Linked DNA regions of Gossypium hirsutum: region 2 is linked to region 1. Evidence: chromatin contacts called from public Hi-C data. All regions are on one chromosome and are shown on one strand. Each heading gives the region's core, a stretch centred on a gene start, on an enhancer-like site or on the middle of the called end of the contact. The rest is flanking DNA. Distances are from core to core; before and after follow the strand shown.

Region 1 (7,788 bases), core at 3,029-5,528:
TGGGTGACATTGTTTACACGCTCGTCAACAGGAGGTGGTTGGAAAAGTGTGTTGTTTATGCTGAAAGTCATGACCAAGCTCTAGTTGGTGATAAAACAATAGCATTCTGGTTGATGGATAAGGTTAAATATGTTCTACTTATATTCATGCTGATGAGTATTATGCACTTAGAAGGCTAACAGGCTAAAAGAAATGCTTTTACTTGATCATCTTTTCTTTCTTTGACTTCTTTAGCTATTAAAATTTTGCAATTATATTGCTTCCTTGCAAAGTTAAATACAACTGTAAAAAGTTATGCTTTTCATTAAATGGAGAAAATGTATATTATCAGTCTGATTCAGCATTATAATTTTTTTAGTTTCATTTCCTTTTTGCAGGATATGTATGATTTTATGTCTCTGGACAGACCAAGTACTCCACTTATAGATCGTGGTATAGCATTACATAAAATGATTAGGCTTATTACTATGGGACTAGGTGGAGAAGGATATTTGAATTTCATGGGAAATGAATTTGGACATCCTGGTAAGATCAACTGGTTGCAACTCTTCCTGACATCTCATCATTCTTTAATTTCAACGCTGTAATATAATTTCTTAGCTATTCTTTTCCTCAGAGTGGATTGATTTTCCAAGGGGAGAGCAACATCTTCCTAGTGGCAAAGTAATTCCTGGGAATAATTTCAGTTATGATAAATGTCGGCGTAGATTCGATCTTGTAAGGTTTCTCTTGAATTCACTTTTTGCTTGTGCTACAATTCATTAAAAGTTTGAAGGTAAACATGATTTTACTTTTATCTGGCAACTGGCAGCTAGAGTTGTTAATGGGCCGGGCCTAAGCATGATATTAACATACTTTATGCTTGCCCAAGCCCAGCCCGGCCCGGCCCAAATTATGGGCTTAAAATTTTGTTTAAACTTGCCCATATTTGCAAAAGACTAACCCAAGCCCTTTTTAGGCCTGCCCATATTATTTTAATATTTAATAAATTTATACATTTTTATTTATTGAAAATTTTTATATAGTCATAACTTTATTTTAATGTTTACATTAGAGTAGTATTATATATTAGTATAGTTTTATTTTTTAATGTGTTCTAAATTACATACTATATAAAAATAACATAATATAAAGTATCATAAACTTTAAAACAGGCCGGGCCTGAGCGGGTAAACCGACCCATGAACAGGTCTACTGGCAAACATTATATGTATTTGTGTTTTACAATCAACAATTAAATATTTGGTTATATGCACATAGGGGGATGCAAATTATCTGAGGTATAAGGGGATGCAACAATTTGATCAGGCAATGCAGCATGTTGAAGCTAAGTATGGCGTAAGTATGATGATGCTTACTGGTTTGTTGTTTTATACTTTCTGATGAATTATGAGATAGTAGAACCATACATTTTTTTCTTATTTAATAATTGTTCTGTACTAGTGATTAATCACACAAAAATTACATGTGAAATTTTAAAATAAAGGGATGATAAAATTGAAAATCAGTGGAGATTATAGAAGAGAGGAAACGATATTCAGAAATGTTGATTATATTTTTTACTTACAAATAGATATACTTTTTTTTTTTTTGTTAAGTTAATATTCTTCTTAAAGTCAAGTCATTCCTTAAAGCTTTTTGAAAAAAAAATATCGTTAAATGATTTCATTTAAAACTGTTTCATGGTCATTGATATATAAACCTTCCAAAGTTCGCCATTATATATGCCTGTGTGAGCATGGCTCTGATTCTATTAGATACTCTCTTCTACATAAAGACAAAAGGAAATAATTCAGATTTCAGAATTTTTTTTGGATTATTCTATTACCGTTATTTCATACTTCTTGGAATACAACGTTAGACCTCTGATTTACTATTACGTTTCTTTTCATGGTCTTCTACAATTTACACCTGTTTCATGCAAAGTGATTTGCCCGAACGGTGCTGTCTGGGTAGCCAAAAAGCTTTACTTGTTTAGAATGTAAAATTGATGTTCTGTTGTTTATTCAGTTCATGACTTCTGAGCACCAATATATATCACGGAAGGATAAAGGTGAAAGAGTAATTGTATTTGAAAGAGGCAACCTGGTTTTTGTGTTCAACTTTCACTGGCATGAAAGCTATTGCGGTTACCGGGTTGGTTGCTCAAAGCCAGGAAAGTACAAGGTATAGGATTTTGTGGTTTATAGCCTTTTGTTTACTCATCCAATACATCCCGATTATTCATTTCTATTAATCATTTATTTTACATCTTGTTATTGACTCTTGGAATATAGTGACAGAAAAATGTTTACCCTGTTCTTCATTAATCATAATTTAACTTCTTTTTTGTTGCTCTTCCAGATTGTACTGGATTCAGATGATCTATTATTTGGAGGGTTCAACAGACTTAACCATGACGTTGAGTTTTTCAGCAATGTAAGTAAATTCTCTGAAGAACATTGATTGCTGAATTCTGCATACTCTTCCTACATACCATTGTCTTCAATTCACCCAAGGGTTCTCTAACTTAGAAAAACCTAATGGTGGCTTTTCCAGGAAGGATGGTATGATAACCGCCCTCGTTTCCTATTGGTGTATGCACCAAATAGAACAGCGGTGGTTTATGCGCTTGTTGAAGATGAACCAAAAGCAACTGGCAATTTACAACTTACTCAAAACGTTAAAAACTGTTGAAGAAGCCAAAGCTGTGAAGGCATCGAAACCTGTGGAAGAATCAGAACCTTTGGACTGCTAAACTATCTCTATCACAGAATCTCTTATTGAGGAGCTACCCTAACTCAGCCTGCTGTTTTAAGGCCTACAACTTACACAGAATGTAGAAGTCCATGACCTTGGAGTTTCGGTATCCAGGAGCTGAAACAATCGCCATTCAAAAAGGCTTTTTCTTTCACGTGCAGTACAGTTGATTATCCATCTGATAATTAGTCAAATTTCAGTTGGTCACTTGCAAATGTTTATCGGTTTGTTATCTGAATTATGCTCAGAGTCCTGTTTAGCATGTTCTGAAACAACTTATGTGCTAATTTTTCTCGCAAACTTAATTTTAAAGGAACCATTATTGTAGTCAGTTTGGTTCAATAAAAGTAAAGAACAGAGTGCAAGCAATTTACTTTAAGTCTTGGAGTGCCTAAAAAAGATTCAAGTGGTAACAATGCTAGTTTGAGATGCAGAGCCTTTAAGGTTGTGAATTGGATATGGATGATCTTAAAGCCTCGGCAAGGGGCCCTCCCATCGAAGCCGCCTGGTATGAGGCCCACCCAGCAGCCCAATTCAATTGGTCTCCATTTCCAGTTGACAGCTTCAACGACACGTCTGATGAGGAATTTCCAGGCATTGAAATGGAGAGGCATGTTGCAGAACTCATCGGGCTTTCAGCATGGTTGTCTGGTTGTTGTAAGGATCTAGGCCTATCATCAAAAAATTGTCTCAACATTTGACCATCAGATCTGTTATTGACTTCATTTTGGGCATCGAAATGGCCCTTATGAACATTTTTAGAATCTGAGAAACTGCCAGACAAAAGAAACACAAACATTGTAGGGCAAACAAAAATAAGCAAAATAAAGAAAATATATTGTGATGGACCATAAAGAAAGCACGTTATAAAGACTAAAGAAGTGGTCGGGGTCAGCTTGTACAGAATCGAAACCCCCTGCCCAGATTTTGAGATACATCCATTGGTCAGATATTGATTAGGGTCCTACCAAGGGGTAATCATCATCGCTACTGTAAAACAATTTACTTTCTACAAAATAGATAGCAAATATTAGCAAACTTTAAAAATGTGAAGAGATTGTATGAAGTATGATTTTATGTAATTTATATCTTTTTCACAAATCAAATTTTCTCAACTTTTTTTTCTTAAAAAAATTCAAATCCAATTAAAAGAAGTTACCTATAATTAAGGCGAAGAAGATCAGGAATGCCCTGAAAGGAGAAAACTGTTGGCTCTATCACCAGCCAATTCTAAGGGTGAATTGGGGATCAGAGAAGTGGGTTTAAGGTCACCACATCCAACATCAACAACACCAGCAGCAGCACCAACAAGAGTATTGTTGTTGATGATGTTGGTGCAGGCGCCACTAGATTTTAGCATTTCCACAGGCTTTCTTGAACGGTTTGCGGCCACGGTGCACGTGGCGCTCGCAATATTTCTGGCCAGCCACCACGCCTCTCGAGCATCTCCACTTCTTCCCGTCAGTCCTCCGGCATCGGCCTGGCTCTGGATCCATTGCTGCTCTTCCCCAATACCCTGATTGCAACACTGATCCGACATCCTCTTACTCTTCATATCTTTTAAGTACATACTATTTGGACAGATTCATTAAGTTCCTTAGGTAGACCGTGTCGATATATATGGAAGTTTTGTCTTTCTTTCAATCAAAATAAGAGAACAAAGAAACCACTCAAAAATGAAAGTTAAATAAAAAAGTTTCAGTAAGAACTAGCACTAGACTTCTTCCCCCCTTTCTACGTTTCTTCTCTCTTTTTGTTCGTGTTTTCACCCGGGTTTATATATATATATATAATACTATAAAATCATTTATGCATCAATCTCTTTTACTATGTACTTATTTTCTTTATAAATTTGATGAGAAAATGCTAAAGTACGCATTTCATAAAAATATAAAAGCAAGGACAGGTCACACATCTCATAAATATAATCACTCACAAGGTGGCTGGTAATGGGAGAAGTGTCGAAGAGGGTGGTGGAGGAAATATGAAGGAGAGTGAAGAATAGTAGTATTGTCGATTGATTGAAGGAGTTGGGGAGGAACAGCTGCGCCTGCTAACATGTATCTAAAGATCAAAGCTTGTAACTACAGTTCCTGCCATTGAGACAAGCTGAAGAAACTTCCCATCACTAAAGGGAGAAGTAAAAAGGTAACTTAGAAGGAAAAAATCAAGTAAGCAAGCTAGCCAGAAACTTCCCAAACTTAGGAGTTGAAAACTTTTCTGAGAATCCTGCCAAGAAAAAAAAAGGAGCAAAGAAAAAGGAAGAAAATCTCACTGCTGGGAAACGTGGAGGATGAATGAGGAAGTGGTGGCAGGTTGTTGCTGCTGGATTTGCAGTGGTGATGAGGTACGAGCAAAGGAAGAGGAGATGGGTGTTGGTGATGATGATGATGAAGGTGAAGTTTTGGTATATTTGCAGAAGGTGGTTGTTGTTGATGGTCTGACTCATGCTGGTTTCTACATTGCTTCAGATGCAAGTTCATGGAAAGAGAAAGAGAGGTGCTTTGGGGGTTTTAGTTGGTTGGGGCGGCGGGGGCTATTTTGACAGAAATATTTTTATTTGGGTTTTGGGGTCTGTTTTGTTGATGTGTTAACAAGAGAAAGTTTGGAAAAAGCTTTTGCAGGAACTTCTTTCTCTCTTATGGCTTCGGCAGATAGCAATACCTTAAGACTTCAAAGAGAGGAAGAGGAACTATTCTGACACCAGGAGGCAGACTTTTTTAAATGTAAAGTAAACGACAAAGTTAATTTTATAGATAACTGTTTTTATTTTACATGTGTAAAAATATTATCTTCAGATGGTCCTAATCAAAGACGGGGAAATCGTTCTAAGTTAAGAACTACTCTCTCTTAAACGCTCTCTTTTCTATTTTTGCATTGAATTTTGCATGACTGATTTATTTCAGAGTCCTTTTACTTTCTAATTTCCTTTTTAGTATTTGTGTCATGTAAGCTTAAGAATATCGAGTAAAACAAGCACTCAAGGATATTTCGAAGCTGAAATGAGTGGCTAGAGCTTAAAAAGCAATAGCACTGGGAAAGGATGTAAGGGCGCGACATTTAGCTAAGTGCCATGACGCCCTTGATTGACAAGCTGTCTGTATGCCACGGCATTCGGCCAAGCGCTACAGTGGTCTGCCCTAAACCTATTTTCTCCTATTTTTGTTATTTTGAGGGCTTTTTATCGAAAAATATTGAAAAAAAAAACTCTAAAATGGTATATTGATAAAATTAAGTATCAAAATGGTACATTTCAAGTAATAGAAGGTGGTGCATAGGCGACACTACCCTTATTTTCTGATCAAAATAGTAAATAATAATAATAAATGGTGACATGGCCTAGGTGGAGGGGATGTTAGAGATGACACTAGTAGAGGGGATATCAGAGGCGACACCAGTGAAGGGGCTGTCAAAGGCGGCACCAGTTGTGCCTATCTAATAGGCGGCACCCTCTAGTATATTCCCCCCTCCCCCAAGTCCCCCATCCGGCTCGTATCAGTTTGAAAAAAAAAATTACAGAACAAGAGAGAGAGAAGAGAAGAGAAGAAAGAAAGAAAAGAGAAGAAAGAAAAGAAAATGTATTTTTCTTATTGTTATTTTCAAAGAAAGAAAAGAAAATGTAATTTTCTTATTGTTTTTTTCAAATATAATAGATTATGATAAGAAAAAAAATTTTGTTAGTATTATATAGTTTGTTTAGTGTTATTTTTATATTTTGTTTATTGTGATTTGTTAGTAAGTTTTATGTTTAGATTATTGAGAATGTTATCTTGTAAAATTTTTTAATATATTTGATATTGTTAGAAATGACAATAAATTTGATATTGTTAGAAATGGACTATTATCATTCATTAAATTTTTTAAGCAAGTTTTTTAATGCTGTTTGAAATTGTTTTGAGATTTTTTTGTTAATTTTTTAACAGATTGAGTATTGAAGATAGATAATTAGTTTTTCGTATGCGTTTATTTCGATGGAATCATCTTGACAACAACCGTTGGATGTATATTTGAATATCTGCAACAAATATCAATGAGATTTAATAGAAATATCTCGTTGGATGATATGAAGGGAAGGATTAACGCAAAAATTGTTAGACGTTGTGGGAGAAGGGTCTCAAAACTTTTCTAAAAGTTTCCAGTTTCGGCAGATCCCATCAAATTCACTGAAATAGAACTTGTAGACACCGAAGACATGGAGACAATGATCGCTCTTAACTATGAGAATTAGAGTGACAAAAATGCACTGATTCACTTATTTGCTGAGTTAGCCGGTATGGAGCAAAATGAAGATCTCACTGCATATGGTGAAGAACATGGAGCTCAAGAACCGTGCATGGTGGCTCCAATATCGTACGTTGATAGTAAATCGACTATACGCGGAACCGATATCGATCTTAATGTTACACCCAATGTTGATGTGGTTGGTGATGATGGATACGATAGTAGTGATCCTTGTGATCAAGAGGTCGATAGTGATAGTGATCCCGATGTGGACGGGGTCCCTGATGATATTAACGATGAAGGCATGAATAACAATGGAAACATTAATGCGTCTTCAGTCAAGAACCAGATACGACGTATTGTGATACACAATAATCCTGAGCCACACATGTCGCTTATAGACCCCGATGCGATGCACGTAGCTGAGTTCCCGGAGTACCCTAAAATAGTATCTGCTCATCGGCTGGCCGTAAATTCTGATCCTAAGGAGTTATTCGTAGGCCAGAGATTCGAAAGTAAGGAAGAGTGCGTATTTTCTATTAAGTGGTATAGTATGAATATATCAATAGATTACAAAGTCGTAGTGTCTAAATCGACATTATATATTAGGGAGTGTTGGAAGTTGGTGGAAGGCTGCAATTGGTGGGTACGAACTGCACTTATTCAAAATTCATAGTTGTGGGAGATACGAAAATTTGTGAAGCCTCACACATGCACATCAATATGTATGACAAAAGATCATCGAAAACTTGATTCCAAAACTATTTGTACGTGTATCATGCCAATGGTGAAGGACATGCCGACCATTAAAGTTTTGGTATTGATTGC
Region 2 (7,788 bases), core at 3,860-6,359, 990 kb after region 1:
TATGAGGTTTGTTTCTAATGAAACTAGACTCAATAAGGATTCTGAGAATATAAAATACACTACCTAATTATATCTTTACAATTTATGGTGAATTTCTAAAGTTGGAACAGGGGATTCAGAAACTGCTATGACCCTGTTTCACTAAAATTTAAATATCTTGTAACATATAATTCCTTTACCTGTTTCATTTGTTTCATGTGAAACTAGACATAATAAGCTTCAATTTGATATGTATTACATCACCAAGTTCAATTTCTATGATTTTTAGTAAATTTTTAAACTCGCGTCAGTGTTGCTGCAGTATTCTGTTTATGGCAAATTTCATTCCTTTTATGAGTTTTTATGCACTAAGTATCTTAATAATTTTCCTTAACATCAAATATAATCTAAACTAAATATTTTCATAATTTATCATTATCAAGCATTTCCTCAACCATTCCATCACCATACCATAAGATCATTTACACAAAAAAAAGTATATTGCTATACATGCCATACTTAAATTTACAAGCCATTACCAAAAGTCTTCCGGATAGTGTGACTGAGCCTTCGACCTGTCCCGACTCCTGAGCTGGCTTGTCCAAAACTACAATGAGTAAGAAGGAGGGAGTAAGCATAAATGCTTAGTAAGTTCATATGCAAATAATAAGTAACATAACAAACAGTCATACCAATCAACATTAGCATGTATCACTAAAACACATATCACATTTTTAATCATTTTTCATCATCTTATTACCTTATCGTGGTTGTATCAATACTCAACCCGAGGGTTAAATACATACCTGTCCAAAATAACCATTTCACATCACTCACCAATACTTCTCTTTACATCTCGAATATTCCTCTATTGAGTAGAACTTTACCCGTTGAACACATCGGAATATAATTCGGATACATGGATAACTTGCACATAAGTGCCATATATGCAATCAAGCAATCATGTAACCCGCCCATAAGCGAACTCGGACTCAACTCAACGAGCTCAGGCGTTCGCATCCATAAGTGAACTCGGACTCAACTCAACGAGTTCGGATGCCTAGTTACATCTCACGAACTCGGACTCAACTCAACAAGTTCGGACATTCGCATCCATAAGTGAACTCGGACTCAACTCAACGAGTTCGGATGCTCAATCATCCTAGTGACATGTCACTTGTATCCTAATCTATTCCTAAGGTTCAAACGGGATTTTTCCTCGAACACTTATCCTTGCCGTCTTCCGTAGAATGCCGAAATCAATACTCGGTAACAATTATATTTAACAAGTAGTTCACATAATTTACATATTATTTGAAATTAACCACAAAGCATACATTTCATAATAAAATTCAGCATAACATATAATTAACATCAATAACTTAAAAATAACCATTATGATACATTATTTACACATGAACTTACCTTGGTACCAAAATACAAAGATTTTGCAATTTAGTCCACAATCTTTTCTTTTCCTCGATTGAGGTCGATTCCACGTCTTTCTTGATTATGGAGCTTGGAAGCTTGAAACAAACCCTAGCTATGGAGAACCCTTGAAATTTCGGCCTAATGAAAAAGATGGACAAAAATTGGCTTTTAATTTTGTTTTTAATTCATTTTAATAACTAAATGACCAAAATACCCTTACTACTAAACTTTCCAAAAATTCCTTCCATGTCCTAATTTTGTCCATGAACTTAAAATTGGTCAAATTGCTATTTAAGACCTCCTCATTAATATTCCAAAACAATTTCATACTAAAAACTTCTAGAATGAAAGTTTTGCAACTTATTCGATTTAGTCCCTACTTTCAATTTAAGCACTTTAGGCATAGAATTTCATCACGAAAATTTCACACAATCATGCAATCATATCATAAACCTAAAAATAATTATAAAATAATTATTTCTATCTCGGATTTATGGTCACAAAACCACTATTCCGATTAGGCCCTAATTCGGGATATTACAGACAGCAACAACCACACCATTTTATCCCTAAACCATAACAAATTCTACATCCAAAGCATTAGGTATGACTACGATTCGAGCTATCAAAGCTATGGCATTTTTTAGGTCACTACCCCTGCCACTGCCATAAACATTGTTGCTGCTTTTGCTCTGTCCCCCGCTTTTGTTTTCTCTTTTTTTTTTCTTCCTCGTTTTCTCGCAATTCTTCTCATTTCCCCAACACAAAAAGAATAAGCCAATGCTATATGAGTTTTCAAGTAGAGATGAGTAGGTGCATTTGGTCGGATACGACGAAAAAAAGCTCTCGACCATTCTCATCACCAGAACTGTTCTTTGTGAAGCTTTCCCCACTACTGTCGCTGCGATCCACAACCTTATACTACTACTGAACCACTTTAGAAATTTTATTTTCTTCTTCTCTTCTTAATACTACTACTGAACCACTTTAGAAATTTTCTTTTCTTCTTCTCTTCTTCTTTTTCTTTATACCTAACCCAATTACGGTTCTTAAATTGGGGTCGTTTACACAGTGGGATGACAGGTCAGCTTTTCGTTACGTCCGTAATGGAAAATGGTTATGGTGACTGATTTGTTATTTTCTAAAGTTTAGTGACTGAGTTGAAAGTTTAGTGGCTGTTTTGTTATTGGAACCAAGGTTGAGTGACTGTTGATGTAATATACTCTTTAATTTATAAAAGTTAAGTGGACATTTATAAGTGACATATTACATTAATATGGCTTATTACGTTAATCTAAATATGCGTGTTTTTATTATGATCAAAATATTTTTCATATTCGTTTTACGATTAATAAATATTAATTCTTTTAAATTCGTAATTACCTTTCACAATAATATCATTTTTAGGATTTGGATTTAAATTTTCTATGTCAGAAGTTTATATTCTTGGTAAAACAAAAAAATTTTAATGCCACATTTACTTTTGATCATATAGAGAGACCAACGTATGGTATTATATTATACATTCAAAACTATGTTATTTTATATGGCATATGTATATATATTCCAATTAAAAAAAGTTAAAATATGTTTAATCTCTATATTCTTTACAAATTTAGAATTTAGTTTTTATATTTTTATTTTTAAAAAATTAATTTTTTATTTTCATATTTCAAAATTTAGATTTAATTATTAACTTTGTTACTTCTTTTGTTAAATTTGTGTGAATTTTTCAAATAAAAAAGTGTAAACTACTAGTTCAGTCACCCGAATTTATCCACGTTCTTATTCTGGTCATCCATTTCAAAATTTTGTTATTTTAGTTACTCTTATTAAATAAGTTGTCAATTTTAATCACTCTCGTTAGATAAGTTATTAATTTTAGTCACTCTACCGTTAAGATGAGTTTGATCATCAAATAGAATGCTGGCTTGGCTTGGTATAATAATAAAATCAGCCCTCCATGTTTACCCATTTTATTAATTTAATCTTGATTTTGAAAAAAATATTACAAATTTAACCTTTAATATTTACAAATTATACCAGCCATGATTCTAAAATTAAAAATATATAAATTAAAATAAAAAAATAGGAATACAAAAGGATTAATAAAATTTATAAACACATATTAGAACTTGTAAAAATTTATAAAATACTCAAACAAGAAATATATGTGGAAAGATGGTGGGGATGAGATGATTTTCAATTACAGGGTAAAGAAGATAGTGTTATTATTATATTAATTGGATTGGAAAAATTGAATCTTAGTTCGTCATTTTAACAAACGCTTGGTGTGGATTTATTTTAAGTGATTTGCAATGAAATTTGATTTCCTCTTTAGTAATATTATCTAATTAATTGTCTTTCAAATTTCAAAAGTTTAGGAATCCTCGTTATTATTTTGATTCGAATGAATGATTCAAATTGCCAATGAAAGTTTAAATAAAAAATTAATCCATTTTTACCATGAAAAATTGAAATCAATCTTATATAAGCTCAAAATGATAAGTGTTAAAAACATTTGAGGGAACGAGGAAGAAAAACTGGCATTGATTGAGAAAGATGAGAATAAAAAATGTGGACTTGAGGGGAAGGAAAGTGTGAAAATATAATAAATTTTCAATATATTTTTATATTTTTTTGAGTATCTCATATATTTTTATAAATTTTAATAATTTTTAATTTTTATATATTTTTAAATTCAAATTCAAATTTATGTTTTTTTAAATTTTAAAATCATTGCCAAATTGGTATAATGTGTATATATTAAAAGTTAATTTTATCTTTTTAAATCAGAATAAAATTAATAAAATGAGCAAACATGGATGGCTAATTTTGTTATTATACTAGGCCAGGTCAACATTCTGTTTAGTGATTAAATCAATTTTAACAGTAGAATGATTAAAATTGACAACTTATCTAACATGAGTGACTAAAATAACAAAATTTTGAACGGTGTGATTAAAATAGAGACACAGGTAAACTCGGGTGACTAAATATGTAGTTTACCTTAAAAAACTTACTTTATAGTAATTTAACTAAAAAATAATGTTATAATAAACTTAAATTTGACAAAATAGTTTTAACAGTATTAACAATTAGATTTAAATTTTAAAATTTAAAAAATATAGAGATTAAATTTTTAAACAAAATTAAATATTAAAATTTAAATTTATGAAAAATACATCAACTTATAAAATATTTGAACCTAAAAGAAATTAAAGAATACTCCTTAAAAAGATTAATTAAAATTGGAATAAATACAAATATGAGATTAAAAAGATTACTTTGATATCTTTGAGTTTTGACGCTTCAAAGTATAAAAAATGTGTTGTTGAAAACAGTTGGGTTTGACTCATCACGCTTTCCTGCCCACTTATTTCACCGGCCCACCTATTTCAACCGCTGTTGTTTTGAGAAACTTTTAGAAACGCCTATTTTCTATTCCTATGTTTCTTCTCAATTTTGTCCTTGTTGGTTTTAAATAAAATTAATGCGTGGAATATGTTTTATTTTTAATAACATTTTCAATTGAATTTGTGTTTGTATAGTAGAATTTGTATTTCTTTGGACTTCAGTGACTAGTAAATTATATAAATTAGGTTATTTTATTGAGTAAAAGGTGGGTATTTCTTTTTGCAAAATTCAGCAAATAAATATATTTGTATTTAAGAGATAGTATTTATCAAAAATCACTTCGGTTTTGATTTTAATAAAAAATGTTAGGTGGACCAACCTAAAAGGAATAGATGGGAGTGGGAGGGGTAAAAGCGGAAAAGAGGAGAAAAAAATAAAAAACCAGATACGAAAAAGTGAGCAAAGATCCCACGGGCAGTCCATGGGTTACTTGGAAAACACGACAAAAAAAGAAACTAACCGATAATCTCGAAGCCACCAGCTCTCTCTGTATCTCTTTTAAAACCCCTAACCCCTGCCCCCTTTTCCCCTCACTTCCGTCTCTCTCTTCTTTCCTCCTAGCCAAAAAAAAAAAAAAAGCCTCTTTCCTGTCTCTCGTTCTTTTTCCTGTTCAATCATGTCTTGCTTCATTAGCAAATATGCTGGTAAGTACTCTTCCCTTGCTATTTCCCTTGCTCTTTATTTTATGTTTATAAACTTAATCTCTCGGATCCATCTTAGTGTTTTTTTTGACTGATCTGTTAGTTGTTTTGATAGTTTGACGAGAAAAAAATGTTAGTTGATTTGCTTGTTTTAATCATACGAACTGTATTTTGATATATGGATTTCTTCGGATCTTCTAAGGCTGGTTATATTGTCTTGTGATCTGTCAGTGGGTATTAACAACATGGTTAAATTTTGGGGTAATATCTGAAGATCTAGATCTGCATGTTTGTACTCGCTTATTATTTCTCCAGTCATTTTTTTTAAGCACCATGATATGGTTCGGTTCTAGATTTAAGGAAAAAAAAGATTGATGAAGTTGATAATGTTAATTTTATCTCCTTGGTGTGTTTTCATTTTAGATCTGAGATTACTGAATCTTAGCCATGCACCCTTTTAAGTTTTTTTTTTTGTTTTTAAATATTTGGATCTCTGTTTATTGAACTTTTAATGGGGAATTGGTGGCTTATTATTATTTTCTGAATCATGAATCTTGTAGATGAGTTGGCTAAAAACGCTGCTTACATTGGAACCCCTGGAAAGGGTATCCTTGCTGCTGATGAATCCACTGGCACCATCGGCAAGCGTCTTTCAAGTATTAATGTAGAGAATGTTGAAGACAACAGGCGTGCTCTCCGTGAGCTCCTATTCACAACTCCTGGAGCTCTTCAGCACCTCAGTGGTGTTATTCTCTTTGAGGAAACCCTTTATCAAAAAACCGCTTCGGGTATTACTAAAATGACATACTTTGATAATACTAAGAACCGCGGTAGTTTTATTCCTTTTTAAGAGTTATGGATGGTTGTTGATTTCTGATATTGATGTTTGATGTGCAGGCAAGCCCTTCGTTGATGTTTTGAAGGAAGGTGGTGTCCTCCCTGGCATCAAGGTTGACAAGGGTACGGTTGAGCTTAATGGAACCCATGGCGAAACTTTCACCCAGGGTCTAGATGGCCTTGCACAGCGATGCCAGAAGTACTATGAAGCTGGTGCCCGCTTTGCTAAATGGCGTGCTGTCCTTAAGATTAGTGCTAATGAACCAACCGAGCTTGCAATCCAAGAAAATGCCAACGGGCTAGCTATGTATGCTGCCATCTGCCAGCAATGTGGCCTTGTCCCCATTGTTGAGCCTGAAATTCTTGTTGACGGATCACATGACATTAAAAAGTGTGCTGCGGTGACAGAGCGTGTTCTTGCTGCTTGCTACAAGGCTTTGAATGATCACCATGTCATGCTTGAAGGTACTCTTTTGAAGCCTAACATGGTGACCCCCGGTTCTGACTCCCCGAAGGTTGCCCCAGAGGTTATTGCTGAGTACACTGTCCGTGCCTTGCAGCGTACCGTCCCTGCTGCAGTTCCCGCTATTGTGTTCTTGTCTGGTGGGCAAAGTGAGGAGGAGGCTACCCTTAACCTTAATGCCATGAACAAGCTCCAGACCAAGAAACCATGGTCACTCTCTTTCTCATTTGGACGTGCCCTTCAGCAGAGCACTCTCAAGGCCTGGGCTGGAAAGGAGGAAAACGTGAAGAAAGCACAAGATGCTTTCCTTGTTAGGTGCAAGGCTAACTCGGAGGCCACCTTGGGTACATACAAGGGTGATGCAAAGATTAGTGAGGGTGCTGCAGAGAGCCTTCATGTTAAGGACTACAAATACTAAGAATTTAGTCTTGTGGTCTGTGTATCAGAGAAATTTTCTGTATTGATGATAGACGTTTAGTGCTGTTTTTGGGGGTTGTCCGTTTCTTCTCATGGAATTTAGGTTGTGAAATCAGACTCAAATAAGCTTGGGGGGCCTTAGTTCTCGCTGAGTGTTCATGGTTTTTTGTTTGCTTCAGTTTAAAACAATATTCTCAGCATATACAACTGAGTGTGCTTTGCACTTTTTAATCGTTTTGCGTTTCTTGATTCATTAATCGTAATCCTACTATTTGAGGAGCTCCAGAGCCTTCGAGGAATGGTTGATGGGGCCTTGGGAGTTTATAGCCAGCCAAGTAACTTAACTGCCGTTAGTGCTGCAGGAATTGCTAAAGCCCCTTGGATAAAAACAGGACCTGAAAAATAAAAGTCCAAGCATTTTTAGTGAAAAAATGAATACCAGTGAACAATCAAGAGATAGGAGTTAGCTGGCTAAGGATTTCAGCAGGGATTGGGAAGTCAACTTGTTACAATCCGGTTGCAGTGTAAGGCAGCTCGTCAGGGTTTGCATCAGTATTTGTATAGAAGAGAACAGTGCCACAGCCAAACCAAAAAAAACCTCCA

Evidence for each region. A called contact is a pair of places that touch in the nucleus more often than the background predicts.
Region 2: a contact with region 1 is called in a Hi-C map of leaf, with 2.9 times the contacts expected there. The contact joins the promoter of LOC107948544 here to the promoter of LOC107948122 in region 1. A contact is called at or near these places in 8 of 34 Hi-C or Micro-C datasets (callus, hypocotyl, leaf and 1 more).

What each region holds. Positions count from the first base shown.
Region 1 is chrA04:56,114,970-56,122,757 of Gossypium_hirsutum_v2.1, forward strand. LOC107948122 (growth-regulating factor 3-like) reads right to left here and starts at 4,279. Exons shown (of 2, transcript XM_041111206.1): 1 at 3,930-4,279; 2 at 3,179-3,512. The coding sequence starts at 4,279. The coding sequence ends at 3,179. LOC107948121 (1,4-alpha-glucan-branching enzyme 2-2, chloroplastic/amyloplastic) reads left to right here. Exons shown (of 22, transcript XM_016882590.1): 16 at 1-122; 17 at 378-525; 18 at 617-717; 19 at 1,261-1,338; 20 at 2,011-2,166; 21 at 2,344-2,418; 22 at 2,539-3,118. The coding sequence ends at 2,676.
Region 2 is chrA04:57,105,159-57,112,946 of Gossypium_hirsutum_v2.1, forward strand. LOC107948544 (fructose-bisphosphate aldolase 6, cytosolic) reads left to right here and starts at 5,110. Exons shown (of 3, transcript XM_016883133.2): 1 at 5,110-5,471; 2 at 6,029-6,256; 3 at 6,366-7,416. The coding sequence starts at 5,444. The coding sequence ends at 7,186.